Regions from separate parts of the Mus musculus genome. Here regions 2 and 3 are each linked to region 1. The links are chromatin contacts, called in public Hi-C maps. All regions are on one chromosome and are shown on one strand. The core of a region is the stretch at or near the end of the contact, and the rest is flanking DNA. Distances in the headings are between cores, read along the strand shown. Region 1 has its middle 6.0 kb from the start of Tln2. Region 2 overlaps Tln2 (talin 2). Region 3 overlaps Tln2 (talin 2).

Region 1 (4,256 bases), core at 476-2,975:
CCTGTCTCTGCCTCCAGAGTGCTGAGATTAAAGATGTGCATCAGCTGAAGCTGTTCCTTATAAATGCTTACCCTGTGGTCCCCAACTTTTCAAATTGGGCCCAGGGGAGTCTTGAAGTTTGTGGAGGAGGTTTGATTGTTTGACCTTTGTGTATTGGAGCCTGGAGAGAGGATCTGATGTGGTGGAGTCTTTTCATGCTAACGGGAGCATGCATAACTCCTTGTCCAGTTACGACTTACTTCTAGAAATGGCCTTCAGGGAGCCCAGTGGGGTCACCTGAGTCCTCACCATCTGCTAATGTCTGTACTGAATGTTCTGTAGGGTACAAAGATAAAAGTCGGTGAGGGGGAAAGCCAGGCAGAAGAGAACTGTGATGGTTAATATAGATCGTCAACATGATAGGATATAGAATCACCCAAGAGACAAACTTCACTGTATGTGTGAGGGAGTTTCTAGATTGGATTGCTGTGTGAAGTCACACCCTAAGCATAGGTAACAACGCCGTTCCACTGCCTGGAGTCCTGGACTGAATACAAAAGACAAGCAAGCAGTGTCAGCATTCATTGCTTTGCTCTCTGCTCATGGATGCAATGGGACCTTCCTGCTGCTGGGTCTTTCCCATCACCATGGACTGCCTGAAAACGTCAATCAAAATGAATTCCTTGTGCCTTTAATTGGCTCTGTGAGGTATCTTGTCACAGCCACAAGGAAAGCCTCTAATACTAGAGCCATCTGGTATAAAGTTTCTCATGGTGGGATAAACACTGGGATCCGAGAGTCATTCTGGAGGCTGGAGGTGGTGTGTTGGGTTTTGAGGAAGAAGGAATATTTCTATCAGAAAAATAAGGTAAAAAGAAGCTTCTCTGGAGGGAATGACGTGAGCATAGACCCCATAGTGAGGGCAGGATGTGGGAGGATTGGGGAGAGAGCCTCAGATGCCAGACAACCCCCTGGGACTGGTCTGTGGTGTCTGTCTGTGTGGGAAAGATGGGAACGGGACTGAGTCAGGGACTGGCTGAGAACCTTAGGTTTGAGGGCTCTGGTGTTGAAGTCCATCCTGAAGGTAGAGGAGAAAGTCAAGCACTGGCTATGAGGAAGAAGCTGACCCCATTGAGTCAGTGGTGGCCACCATGTAGGAGGCACGTGGGGGGGGCACATCTGCTCTGAGCCCCTTACTGTTGTTGGCTGATGATGGAGCTGGACACCACTGGCTCTCTCCGTACGTATTGAGAGAGGCAGCAGGAAATGACAGGCCTTACCTTCCAGCGGCTGCTGTGCTAAGGAGATGAACAGTCTTCACGGCATGCTGAGCCCAGTATTATGGGGCTGCCAGTGAGCAGTCCTGGGGTGCTGGTGGGAGGGTAGAGAGCTGGAAGAAGTGGGAGGAGATGCAGCTGATAGCCTGTTTCCAAAAGTGTCATCACAGGGCATGAGGTGTGTGTGTGTGTGGAGTGAATGGTAAAGCTCCTTTTGGGTAGCATAGTCTTCTAATAAATAGTGCAGTGTGTGTGTGTGTGTGTGTGTGTGTGTGTGTTTGGCATGAAGGCTTCTGCTTGGATTCCCAGATGATGAGATGGTCTCATCATCTGCTTCAGGCCACTCTTCATGGCTGTCATGATAATTCTGGAAACTCAGGCATCGTGGAGCCCAGAACATGTGTCCTATGAGAGGCCCACTGGCATGAGTCACTGGGAGTTAAGGACTGATATCAGACAGTGCATTTCAGTTTTGGCTCAGGCCCTTACTGGACAGGAACTAGCAGCTGGATGAAGTGACTAATGCCTGTGGGTAGGCTGGGGATTCCAGCCTCGCTGAGCTTCAGCCCTCAGCCTGGCGGAGGAGCCCCAGTGGCCAGTGGGTTGTCTGGGCTAAATATCAAAGAGCCACCTCTGGAATCTGTTTCCTGGCTTGGCCATCCTCCAGGAGAGGAATGGTACTTCTAAGGGAGCACTCCAGAATTGAAAAGGGTCCCCAGATGCACAGGCTCAGAGGTGGGGGTTTGACGGGGTGAGGTCACCGTGTTTCCATGTTACTCGCTGAAACCCTTTGTTCTTGTGGACTTGGCAAGACTTGTCTTTTCCTGAGCTCTTAACGATAGTTTCCCTGTAAGGCCATTATTGTGAGTCAGTTAAGAGTTGTATGTGCATGCATGTACTGGAACACACATACACACATACGCATATACACAGACAGAGACATACTCATGCATACACAAATACATATTTACCCTCCCAAGTATATATGCAAATAGACATAAACACACATGTGTTTCCAACACGCAAACTTCTAGTTTTGTGTCTTACTTGTTTGTTTTTGATTTTAAAAAGAATTATTTATTTTACATATATGAATGCTCTATCTGCATTCTCCTCTGTGCCAGAGGAGGGCATTAGAGCCCATTATAGATGGTTGTGAGCCACCATGTGGTTGCTGGGAATTGAAACCAGGACCTCTGGAAGCAGACCGCTGAGCTGTCTCTCCAGCTCCCCAGTTTTGCTTATTAAATAACAGACTTAGGAGAGAAGAGGAGACTCTTAGTAGAAGAAAAGGAACTAGAATAATTCCATCATTGGGCCTGTATAATTTTCCTGGGTGTTAGGTCAATGCGTACAGCCTCAAACCAGGTCGAAATGTTATTAAGTATCATAAGTGTCAAATTTTGACTATTATAACTACTGAAGTTGAAATGTTCCTCAAATTCCCTATGTGTAGTCTTAATTCACAATGAAAAAGAACTGGGGAATCAGGCCTGATAGGGAGATTTTTAGGTCATGATCTAAAATCCATGACGCATGGACTACCATGAGAGTAGGTCAGTTATCTTAAAGAGTACTAGGTTTGGGGCTCCGGGGGTAACTTTGTTGGTAAAATGCTTGAGGCATGAGGACTTAGGTTCCCAGCATGGTATGTAAAAAGCCAACATGGTAATACACGCTTGTGTTCCCAAGTAGTGCTGGCTAGCTAGTGTAGCCTAATTGGGGAGTCCTAAGTCCTAGTGAAAGACCCTATCTCAAAACAAAGGAACAGACAAACAGATAGACGGCTCCTAAAGGATGACATGTGAGGCCAACTGCTGGTCTCTATGTGTAGGCACGCATGTACCCACCCATAGCTATGTATATACACCCTTTAGAAGGTTCTGTTGCCAAGGTGACTTCAGCCCCCCCCCCCCACTTGCTCCTTTACTCTTTATGATCCTTCCTCTTCCTAACATGGGATGATACCTCATGAACGCCCTGTATAGATATGGGCCTCATGGCCGTGAACTCCATCCCCTCTAGAACCATAAGAAATAATGTGTTTTATTACTTTTAAAAATAAATCGTCTGGGTTTCAAGTCTCTGTTTTAGCAACACAAAAGGAATGAAGATATTAACTTAAAGTGACAAACTCTGTCTCCAGTGAGATTTTCATAACAGTTTGGATGGCTTGCTCTTACTAATGTGGTCAAGATGCGTCTGGTGAACATGGGGAGGGCTAGAGATTGAGACGTACTGCTCACATCTCTGCCTTTTAGCCATTTCTGGCTGATGGATGACTTGCTTTGATTCAGCCAATGAACAAAATTTTCATAGGGAAGGCAAAGAAAAGATGAGGTACTGGAGCAGGAGAATGACGGAACCCGGGTTCAGCATCTCCATCAGAGGAAGCAGGGTCCTCCCAGATCTGCAGAAGGTCTGGTCCTTCCCTTGCCCCTCAGCTGCTAGGGACAACATAAGGACACAATGTGCCTTACGAAATAGACTTGCAGAATGTGTCAGAGAAGACCCTTGGGTACACAGATACCTAGGGCTGGCCCAGCATGGCATGAGTGCAGAATGCAGGACTGGCCAGGGTGTAGACTTTCCAAAGCAAAGATATATTTATAGATGATGTCCCTAGAGCCTTCTGCTTTGCCAGTCAGACCCCACCCTTGACCAGCTCTGGGTCTTGCTTCATATTTTTCTGGCATCTCAAAGTAGGGCTGATAATAATTCTGAAATAGCCCTGGGAGATCCTGTCACAGACACAAATCTGTTTTGTTTGTTTGTTTTTAATGTTTATTATGATTTATATGTCTAGGCCGAAGTACTGTACCAAGAACCTGCAGTCACATTTAGTTGGGAGACTGAGGAGGATCCCCTGAGCTCCGGAGCTCAAGGCTGGTACAGCTGGGAGGGATTAGTCATAAGGAGTAAGATGGATACTCATGGACTTCCCACCCTATGTCCCCCTAAGAGGTGACCAGCATCTCTGTGTCTTGAAATGAAACCATG
Region 2 (4,256 bases), core at 1,250-3,749, 180 kb after region 1:
CTCTGGTGTCTCCGTAAGAAGCTGAGCCTGCAGCTGCACTGTGACTGTAGAATGTGGGTCTTTGGCTTCCCTTTCTTAGGAATACCCTGCTGAGCAGGCTGCTGCTTCCCTGGGGGAGGGGGCAGTGCCTTTCCCTTGCCCTGGGTCTAGACTTCCCTAGGGGCTTTATGTATTGCTTTCTCTGGTGATGTTTTATATCTGTTGTCTTCTCTCTCCTTCCCCCTCTGTTTCCATTTATGAGGGTAAAAATCTCCGAGTCTCATCAGTGTCCCATTGTCACTTAGAGTGTGACCCGAGGGAGTTGGGAAGTGGGAACAGTATGTGAATCCTGTCAGAGGATGGAGGATTCACCCATGTCAAGATGTCCTCAGTGGGTCATCAGTAGTGCTGAGGTGGCTTGAAGGAGAGGGTAAGGCAAGCCCTTCTCTGGCCCTTTACATTCACTGCAGTTGAAGCAGCCTGTGCCCTTGAGAAAGAAAACCCAGCTTTTCTCCTGAGCTCAGGCAATGTCAGACAGTACAACCCGCTATGTAGTCCAAACTGAGCTGTTAAAGGCAAGACACTACAGTACTAGGTTGAGTTAATGAAACCCCGGGGGCTTTTGCAATATGATGCTTTATGCTATGATATACATTCAGCGACCTTGAGTCTGAGGTGGCCTTGAGCAGTTCCTGTTACTATATTCAGTGTTTCCCAGATGAGTTATCTGGCCAAGTGCTCCTCTGGGCCCATTTCTCCACGCTGGACTGGCTTCCTTCTGCAAGAACCTGGGGAAATCGGCCTTTCTGTTCTGTGACACCACATGCCTTGCTGAAGCCTTGCTGAAGGCTTGGGTTCTCATGGATTTTACGTTCACACATTCAAACCTCACACTCGTCCCATCTCTCGGCTTACCTTTGCTCTACAGTGACTGCCAATGAATTAGAGAAAGTCGGGGGCAGCTTAGTGAGACCAGGACACTGTAAGGAAAATACTTGGTTTTAGGTTTTCCTACCTGCAACTAACTGTGCATGAGCCTGGTGGGAAGAGATCTAACCAGAAGCCTAGGAGAGCCCAGTGCCATCCTGGTCATCTCATGCGACCCTTTGTCAGTGTCGGGCAGCTAATTCTCCCGGTCCCGTCTTCACTGTATGTGAAAAGGAGTTAGCAGAGGAGAAATGCATTAATTTCAGGAATTTTCTTCAACCAGGGCTGGGAGATGCTCAGAGGTTAAGGTACTTGCCACACAAACATGAGGACCGGAGTTTGGAGTTCAGCACCTATGCTGAAAAACAAAAATAAAAACCTATAAGCCTACATGGGAAGGTGGGGACAGGAGGATTCCTGGAGCTCACTAACCAGCCTGTTATGTAAATCAGTATGTGAATATGTGAGGGACTTTATCTCAAACACTAAGGTGGAGAGAGATAGAGGCAGACTTCCAACAGGAACCTCTGTCTCCCACAGACATATACAAACAAACAGGACCATAAATATGCACACATGTACACACACACACACACTCCTTTGGCCTTCGTGATATTGTGTTATGTCACCTGGATTGTGATGGGTGTTCCTTTCCTTTGCTGCTGGCCACGTGTCCAGCAATTATTCTGGCTTTGGTCTGACAAATGTCACTGCAGTCTGGTCTCATTGTAAGCCGAATACTCACACCAACCAAATCGTCTTTCCTGGGCCATCTGACCATCTGACAGCTGACGTAAGGTGTATCGCTTCAGACTCTCCTTTCCCAAGATGAATCCGGCACCTTTCAGTGGTTCGTGTCCCCTTGCTCTGATTCTAAATTAAAATAAGCTCATTATGCCTAGTAGCAATTATCTCTCCTCTTGCATTTGATTTAGTTTTTAATTAGACCAGATCTAGTCTAGGTAATGAAGCTTTCTCATTTACTGTAGCTACTTAATTGTACATGTTCTTGTTCCTACTGTATTGGTGAAAATCCTTAGGAGGTGAGACCCTTCTTAATTAAAACAAACCTGCAGGGCCACACTGCTGATTTATACATTGAATGTTGGATGTTGTTTTTACCTACGTTGTCCCTGGTGACTGGCTAGATCTGGGATAGGGAAACTGTGTGTGTGTGTGTGTGTGTGTGTGTGTGTGTGTCTGTGTGTCTCTGTGTGTCTCTGTGTGTCTCTGTGTGTGTGTTTGCGTATAGCTGTGATCTCTACTATCCACCCAAACAATTAAGAATGTACAAACTTAACAATGGGAAAGTTGAACTTGTAAGAGGGCCAGGCTGAAGAGAACCCTTGGGAATATCAGCCGTGTAATTAGGTGAACATGGCGTGAAGGAGTGTGCACAATGAGTGTATTTAATATAATTTTTAAAAAATTTTTTTAGCATTTGTGTATCATATCAACACAGTTGGGACATTTTAATAAAAATATCTCCTAACTCTCTTCTAGCTTTTCAAGTGATTTCTAGACTCAGTACCACACTAATGAAGATACTCATTTTGAAAAACAGAAACCAGTGCCCAGGCACGGTGGTACATGCCTGGGATCCCAGCACTCAGGATGATCCCTCAAGCTGGAGGCCAGTCTGTGCTACTTAGCAAGTTTTAGGCAGGCCTATATTACATAGCAAGATCCTGTCTCGGGAGGGTGGGGGAGGAAAGGAAAGGAGAGAAGAAAGAAAACAGGCTGGCAAGATGACAAAGTGACTAAAGACACTGTCCACACAAGCTTGGCACCTGAATTCAGTCATCAGAGTCCATGCAACAGTGAAAGAGAGAGCGGACTCTGCAGTTGTTCTCTGACCTCTGCATGTGTTGTGGCATACATGTTCCTGTGTGTGTGTGGGTGCACACACAATTTTAAATTAAAAGAAAAAGTAAGCATCAGAAACAAAAAGACCTTTATACTTTCAGGAAAAGAAAGACTACTCAATGGGACATCTACTCTGAAGATGGGGTAGTAAGTGCCAGAGAGAGACAGAGCTGGAACCAGAGGAAACCCAGGTCTCCCCGTTTGAGTTTGATAAGCTTCATCTCCACGCTAGACTTCCCTATGTCACACACAAAGAACCCCAGGAAGGAACATTGTATCAGAGGATGAGGAAACTACCACATAACAGCTAAGAATCTTAGAATGGCTTTAGGCTTTTCTGTGCTTAGAAAATGATCATAGACAATATGCCATGCATGGGGCTGGAGAGACCATTCAGCAGTTAAGAGCACTTTGGCTGCTCTTACAGAGGATCTGGCTTCAGTTCCCAGCACCCACAACCATCTGTAACTCCAGTCCCAACAGGCACTATATGCACATGGCGCACATGCACACACACAAGCTAATGTTCATACATACAGAATAAAAATGAATCAGTGCTTTTTTTAAAAAAATAGATTTTTTAATTTAAAAAATGAGATTATAATATAATTAATTTCTATCCCTCTTTCCCTTCCTCCAAACCTTCCCATATACATCCTTGTTCACTTGCAAATTCATAACCTCTTTTTTTCGTTACTTGTTACTACTATATATGTATACATACATATATATTCCTAAATATAGCTTGCTCCGTCCATATATTGCCACATGTATGCATGTTCTTCCTAGCTGACCATTTGGTAAATAAACAAATCTTTAAAAACATCAGCATTATTCTTTAATTCACTGAATACCTTCATGTGTGTGAGGCTGCACTAGTGTAGGGAAGACAAAAGGGAGATACCACATCCTAATTCTTAGCAGATTTCTTAGGTCTAGTTTGTATGTTTCTTTAAGCTTGTCTTTAGTATTTATATGTCTGTGCATGTGTTGGTGCATGTGTGAGTAGGAGAGAGACTAGAGGAAGGTATCAGTTCTCTTGGAGTTGAGGTCACGGGATTTTGCCAGCCATTTGATGTTTGTGCTTCAATCTGAGCTGCAGGTCCCACAGTAGAGCCCTAAGTGCCTTTACACACTGAGCCATCTCTATTACGTTAATTGCTGGGTGGGCTATTCAAATACTGAGCAGAAACTGTTTCTAGAAAGATGGGTAGAGTCTGGTACAGGAAGTGATGCTGCTGAGAGAAACTGACATGGTACATGTCAGTCTAAAGAACTCAGAAATCAGCAGCAATGTGAAACATTGTAACAAGGACTCCCTTCATGACCCTCGAAAGCCTGAGGAAAATATTAAGGGGTGTCGAATAAAAGCCTTCCCTAGGCCTTTTGTGTTGGTGAGAGTTACTGGTAAACTTGAGACCTTAGGTCATCTGTCGTAGGTGTGACTTGAATGGAGGTCATGCTCTATGAGTGTAAAGAGTTCA
Region 3 (4,256 bases), core at 1,182-3,681, 140 kb after region 1:
ATTAGCATTTAGCTGTGGCCTTTGCTGTGTTCAGGTTTTTGGCTCTCGGTTTGGATTAATGAGTGTGGCTTGGGTGCCAGAATGTCCTGTTTTTTAACTGAGCAAAGCAATGAATCTGGATTTAAAAAGAGAGAAAAGCCATACATGTTGGCTACAAATCTCCTTAGGTTGGAGCGGCAGGAAGGATGACAGCAGTACACAGTTCTCCTGGAAACTGTCATTGATTTACTGTGCTTGGCTCTGGTGGCTGAGATCCACTCCTGCAGGGATGGGTCGGAGTGGGGGAGCTGTTGGGATGGACTCATCCATTATTCTGCTTTCTCTTTCTCACTGTTACTTCTTCTCCTGATAGGAGGGCACTCACATGCCCTGCTCCCCAGTTTCAGGGATGGTTATGTATAGATAGTTTCCTAATCTTTGTAAATCTACATCAAATAGTATTTGTAAGTGCTTTTGTACATTGTGTTTTTGATTTTTGAGTCTGTGAGCACCTCTTACTCCCCTGGAGCTTTTTAACCTCGAGCTTTCTAGATAGTTTTACTTCTCCTTAATGCATGTGAGTGGCATGCACAGAGAGGGGCAGACAGGCAGGGTTCTAGCTGTATAGAATCTGGGAACCACTAATGAGATGAGGCATTTAATACGATCTCCAGTTGCATCATTTCCCTACAAACAGCATGCATTCATTCTTTATGGTATACATATTCTATATTATCTGTTTTCCTGTTCTTGGACACCTAGGTTAATTCTAGCTTTTATGGATGCTGGCACAGTAAACATTGATATGCAGGTGTCTCAGTGATGTGACTTGGAGTGCTGTAGCTGGGTCATATGGATGATCCATTGTTTTTGTTAGTTTGTTTTGGGATACCTCCATATTGACATCTACAATGGCAAAATAATTTTATACCAAGATAATTCTCGCCATATACGTCCCACTTGGCATTCTGTTAACAGTGTGGCAGGTTAAATGGTGTTCCTCTTAAGTTCATATCTGCCCAGCAGCTCAGAATATGACCATATTTGGAAATCGCTTTTTGGCAGTTATAATCAGTTAAGGATGGACTGAAACAGGTGAGGGTGTCTCTTCATGGCAGTGACTGGGTTCCAGACACACAGTAAGCTGTCATGTGAAGCTGAAACTTCTAGAACCTGAAAGAGAGGAAGATAGTTTGGCCAGAGCCAGATTTCAGACTTCTGGATTGTTTTTGTGTCTTTTTAGAACCAATGCCAATATGGCCAACAGAGATTTGCCGAATCCTATACTCCTGGAAGAAGTTTACACTTTGTGAAGTGTCTACAGTAGTGGTTCTTAACCTGTAGGGTTTGACCCCTTTAGAGGTCAGAAAAATCCTTTCACAGAGGCCAGGTATCCTACAGAGCAGGTATTTACAACAGTTGCAAAATTACAGTTATGAAGTAGCAATGAAAGTAATTTTATGAGGTGACTGGAGAGATGGCGGTTAAGAGCACTGACTGCTCTTCCAGAGGTCCTGAGTTCAATTCCCAGACAACCACATGGCGGCTCACAACCATCCTCAATGGAATCCAATGCCCTCTTCTGGTGTGTCTGAAGACAGCAACAATGTACTCATATACATAAAATAAATAAATAATTCTTATGAAAAAAGTCAAAAGAGTTATGTTATTTAAAAAAATAAAATAATTTTATGGTTGGAGTCACCACAGTGTGGGGAACTGTATTAAAGGGTCGCAACATTAGGAAGACTGAAAACTTACTGGCATAGCTGACTGTCACCTGTTGTTCCATCAAAGTGAAATTTCCAGTTCCGTAGACCCACCAGTACTTGTCCATCCCTGTCCCGCTGGAGGACTTAAGAACCAATTGCACCTCTGAGGTATTTATTTGTTCTCTGTTACCTGTCTGAATGATTCATTCAGGGCATCACCAACTTCTATGAAGAGTGTAGGATGGTGCTGCGTAGCCATGTTCTTTTAGTTCAGTGGACATTTGAGGCATTAGCTCAGGACGTCAGGATGAGGAGGAAGTGAAGTTGAAGCATAGTCACTGAGAGCAAGAAAAGGTTGTGTGCAGGGGTGGGGGGTTGGGGGTGGGGCGGGCAAGCAACTTTCAGCTCAGTAGAAAGGACACAGATTCCTGAGGTACCGATCCAGTCCTCTTTTTGTTCCCTACCCCATGTTCTGAACTGCACACTGAACCGACCAGCTCTTCATGCTGTGAAATGCAATTATGCAGCAGTGATGAGGTCACAGGAAGTGGTGACAGAGGTCCTGACATGATTGGTTCCTGCTGTCTTGAACTTAAACATGATGCTGTTTGGCTGCATCTCTTGGATCAGGGGTCCTCTTATTTGCTGTTGAGCACTCCCTGACCGTGGAGGGATTGGCTCAGTGTAGATGGAACCTTCCATCTCCAAAGCAGTGGTGCCAGCAGGCGGTGAGAAGGGATGTCGAAAGCTGGGCAGTGCCTCCACAGAGAATCTCCAGCGTTTCATCAGCAGGGCCTCCCAACACAGACGGGCTGGGGAAATGAAACCAATTTGCAGTAGAGAACCACTCAGCAAGCGTTACATGTTTTTTGTGTACATTTAGGAAGACTGTGCTTGTGTTCAGAATTAAAAGCCACAGGCTCCTCCCCTACCCAGGATGTGTCCTGTTTGAACCTGGCCATTTGGGGTCTAAGGGACTGCCTCTGGGTAGCTGGGCATTAGAAGGAAGGCAGGAAGAATTTCTGAGTTTGTGTTCTAACAGGAATCCCTTACTTGACTTAACTGACTCCTTGGTATAGCCTTTTGGTCTCAAGATTGTTAATAGCGAAATTATTCTGAGTCTTAATTTGGAAACTAAGAGTCAGAACATAAAAATGACTCACTTGTAGTCAGTCCTACAGGGAATCCATTACTAGGGCTTTTAAAAACTTTTTGTTTGTTTGTTTGTTTAGTTAGTTTTTTGTTTTTTGTTTTTTTTTGTTTTGTTTTGTTTTAGACAGGCTGTCTGTGTGAATTCCTGGCTATCCTGGAACTTGCTTTGTAGACCAGGCTAGTCTCGAACTCAGACATCTGCCTGCTTTCGCTTCCTGAGTGCTGACACTGAAGGCATGTGCCACTATGCCTGGCTAAAAATTATTTATTTTAAATTATGTGGATAGGTGTTTTGCCTGGTTGTCTGGCTGTGTACTGTGTGCATACCTGGTACCCAGGGAGGCCAGTTGAGAGTGTCAAGTTTCCTGGAACAAGAGTTATATATGTTATGCAAGGAATCAAACCTGGGTCCTCTGGAAGAGTAACCAATGCTCATAACTGCTGAGTCGTCTCTCCAACACCCGCTCCCACCTGGGTCATATTTAAGGCTACAGAAATAAATGGGGAAGGGCATTAGTGTGTGGATGCAATCTTTGAATGTTGGGGAGGGATTTTCCGATTTCTGCCATTTAACTACAGATCAGGTAGTTGTTGTAGTTGGTCATCCATTACACATGTATACCTTTATATGCACAGTGGAATGCAGCGGTAGCCATGTTTTCTCTTTCATCTTACAACCTCATACAATGTAAATAGCTTAGTCGTTACATAATTTTCACTTGTGCTTACTGAAGATTGTATATTTCCTGTTCTTAATATAAAATGTAGACGATAGCATTTTATAATCTCCATCTCAGACATCTCCATTTGCTTCATCTGGGAAGCCCTTTTCGTGATGTACAAATGATGTTCTTGTTTGTGTTATTTTTCCTGTGTTGGAAATAAGGGATGAAAGCTTCCCCAGCCCTGCACTGTATCACAGACAATCCAGTTTTGTCTTAATAAGGGAAGATGGAGTTTGGGCTTCTCTCTGACAGTTCTATATCCTTAAGAACACTACACGCTGTCCACAGAGCATCCATCACTGCCCAGACCAATTGCTTGGAGGTTGTCAATGTTGCCCATCGTCTCCGTCTGTGGACCCTGCACAGCTGGCTCTGAGCGCCAGCCCGTCGCCCATCCTGAAGCAGACAGGGCTAATCAGCATGATGACCAATATGGCCTCCATTCTTTATGGGCATTCACTAAGTGGATTTTCTTTATTTAATACCCACATGGAATCACTGTTGGGGAGCTGGGGATTTTAACTGAACCCTGTGCTAGAATAGAACTCAACAAAACGTTGTTCTGTCCATTAATACAAAAGCTTTTTAGGTTTGGGTACCCTGAGCCCATTAACTGAATGGTGTTCGCCACTCTAGAATAATTTTGTAGGTGATTTTCTATGGCATTGTGAACAGACTCAGGGCAGGC

Evidence for each region. A called contact is a pair of places that touch in the nucleus more often than the background predicts.
Region 2: a Hi-C map of muscle stem cells shows a contact between it and region 1, with 1.9 times the contacts expected there. The contact joins two enhancer-like sites. A contact is called at or near these places in 1 of 484 Hi-C or Micro-C datasets (muscle stem cells), 1 of 115 datasets of contacts at active chromatin or transcription factors (cardiomyocytes) and 1 of 9 other capture datasets (pancreatic islet).
Region 3: a Hi-C map of muscle stem cells shows a contact between it and region 1, with 2.0 times the contacts expected there. The contact joins two enhancer-like sites. A contact is called at or near these places in 3 of 484 Hi-C or Micro-C datasets (muscle stem cells, myocytes and nephron progenitors).

What each region holds. Positions count from the first base shown.
Region 1 is chr9:67,563,625-67,567,880 of GRCm38.p6, reverse strand. It overlaps a transcript of Tln2 not described here. Among named protein-coding and RNA genes, the nearest start is that of Tln2, 6.0 kb to the right of the region's middle. Within about 2 kb of position 1,725, at least 84 of the 459 cell types and tissues checked have an H3K27ac peak or open chromatin away from gene starts, as enhancers often do. A contact at or near this core is called in muscle stem cells, where this site is marked.
Region 2 is chr9:67,381,829-67,386,084 of GRCm38.p6, reverse strand. All of the region lies in intron 8 of Tln2 (talin 2), which reads left to right. Among named protein-coding and RNA genes, the nearest start is that of Mir190a, 150 kb to the right of the region's middle. Within about 2 kb of position 2,499, at least 1 of the 459 cell types and tissues checked has an H3K27ac peak or open chromatin away from gene starts, as enhancers often do. A contact at or near this core is called in muscle stem cells, where this site is marked.
Region 3 is chr9:67,422,411-67,426,666 of GRCm38.p6, reverse strand. The region is part of intron 2 of Tln2 (talin 2); the gene reads left to right. Among named protein-coding and RNA genes, the nearest start is that of Tln2, 140 kb to the left of the region's middle. Within about 2 kb of position 2,431, at least 26 of the 459 cell types and tissues checked have an H3K27ac peak or open chromatin away from gene starts, as enhancers often do. A contact at or near this core is called in muscle stem cells, where this site is marked.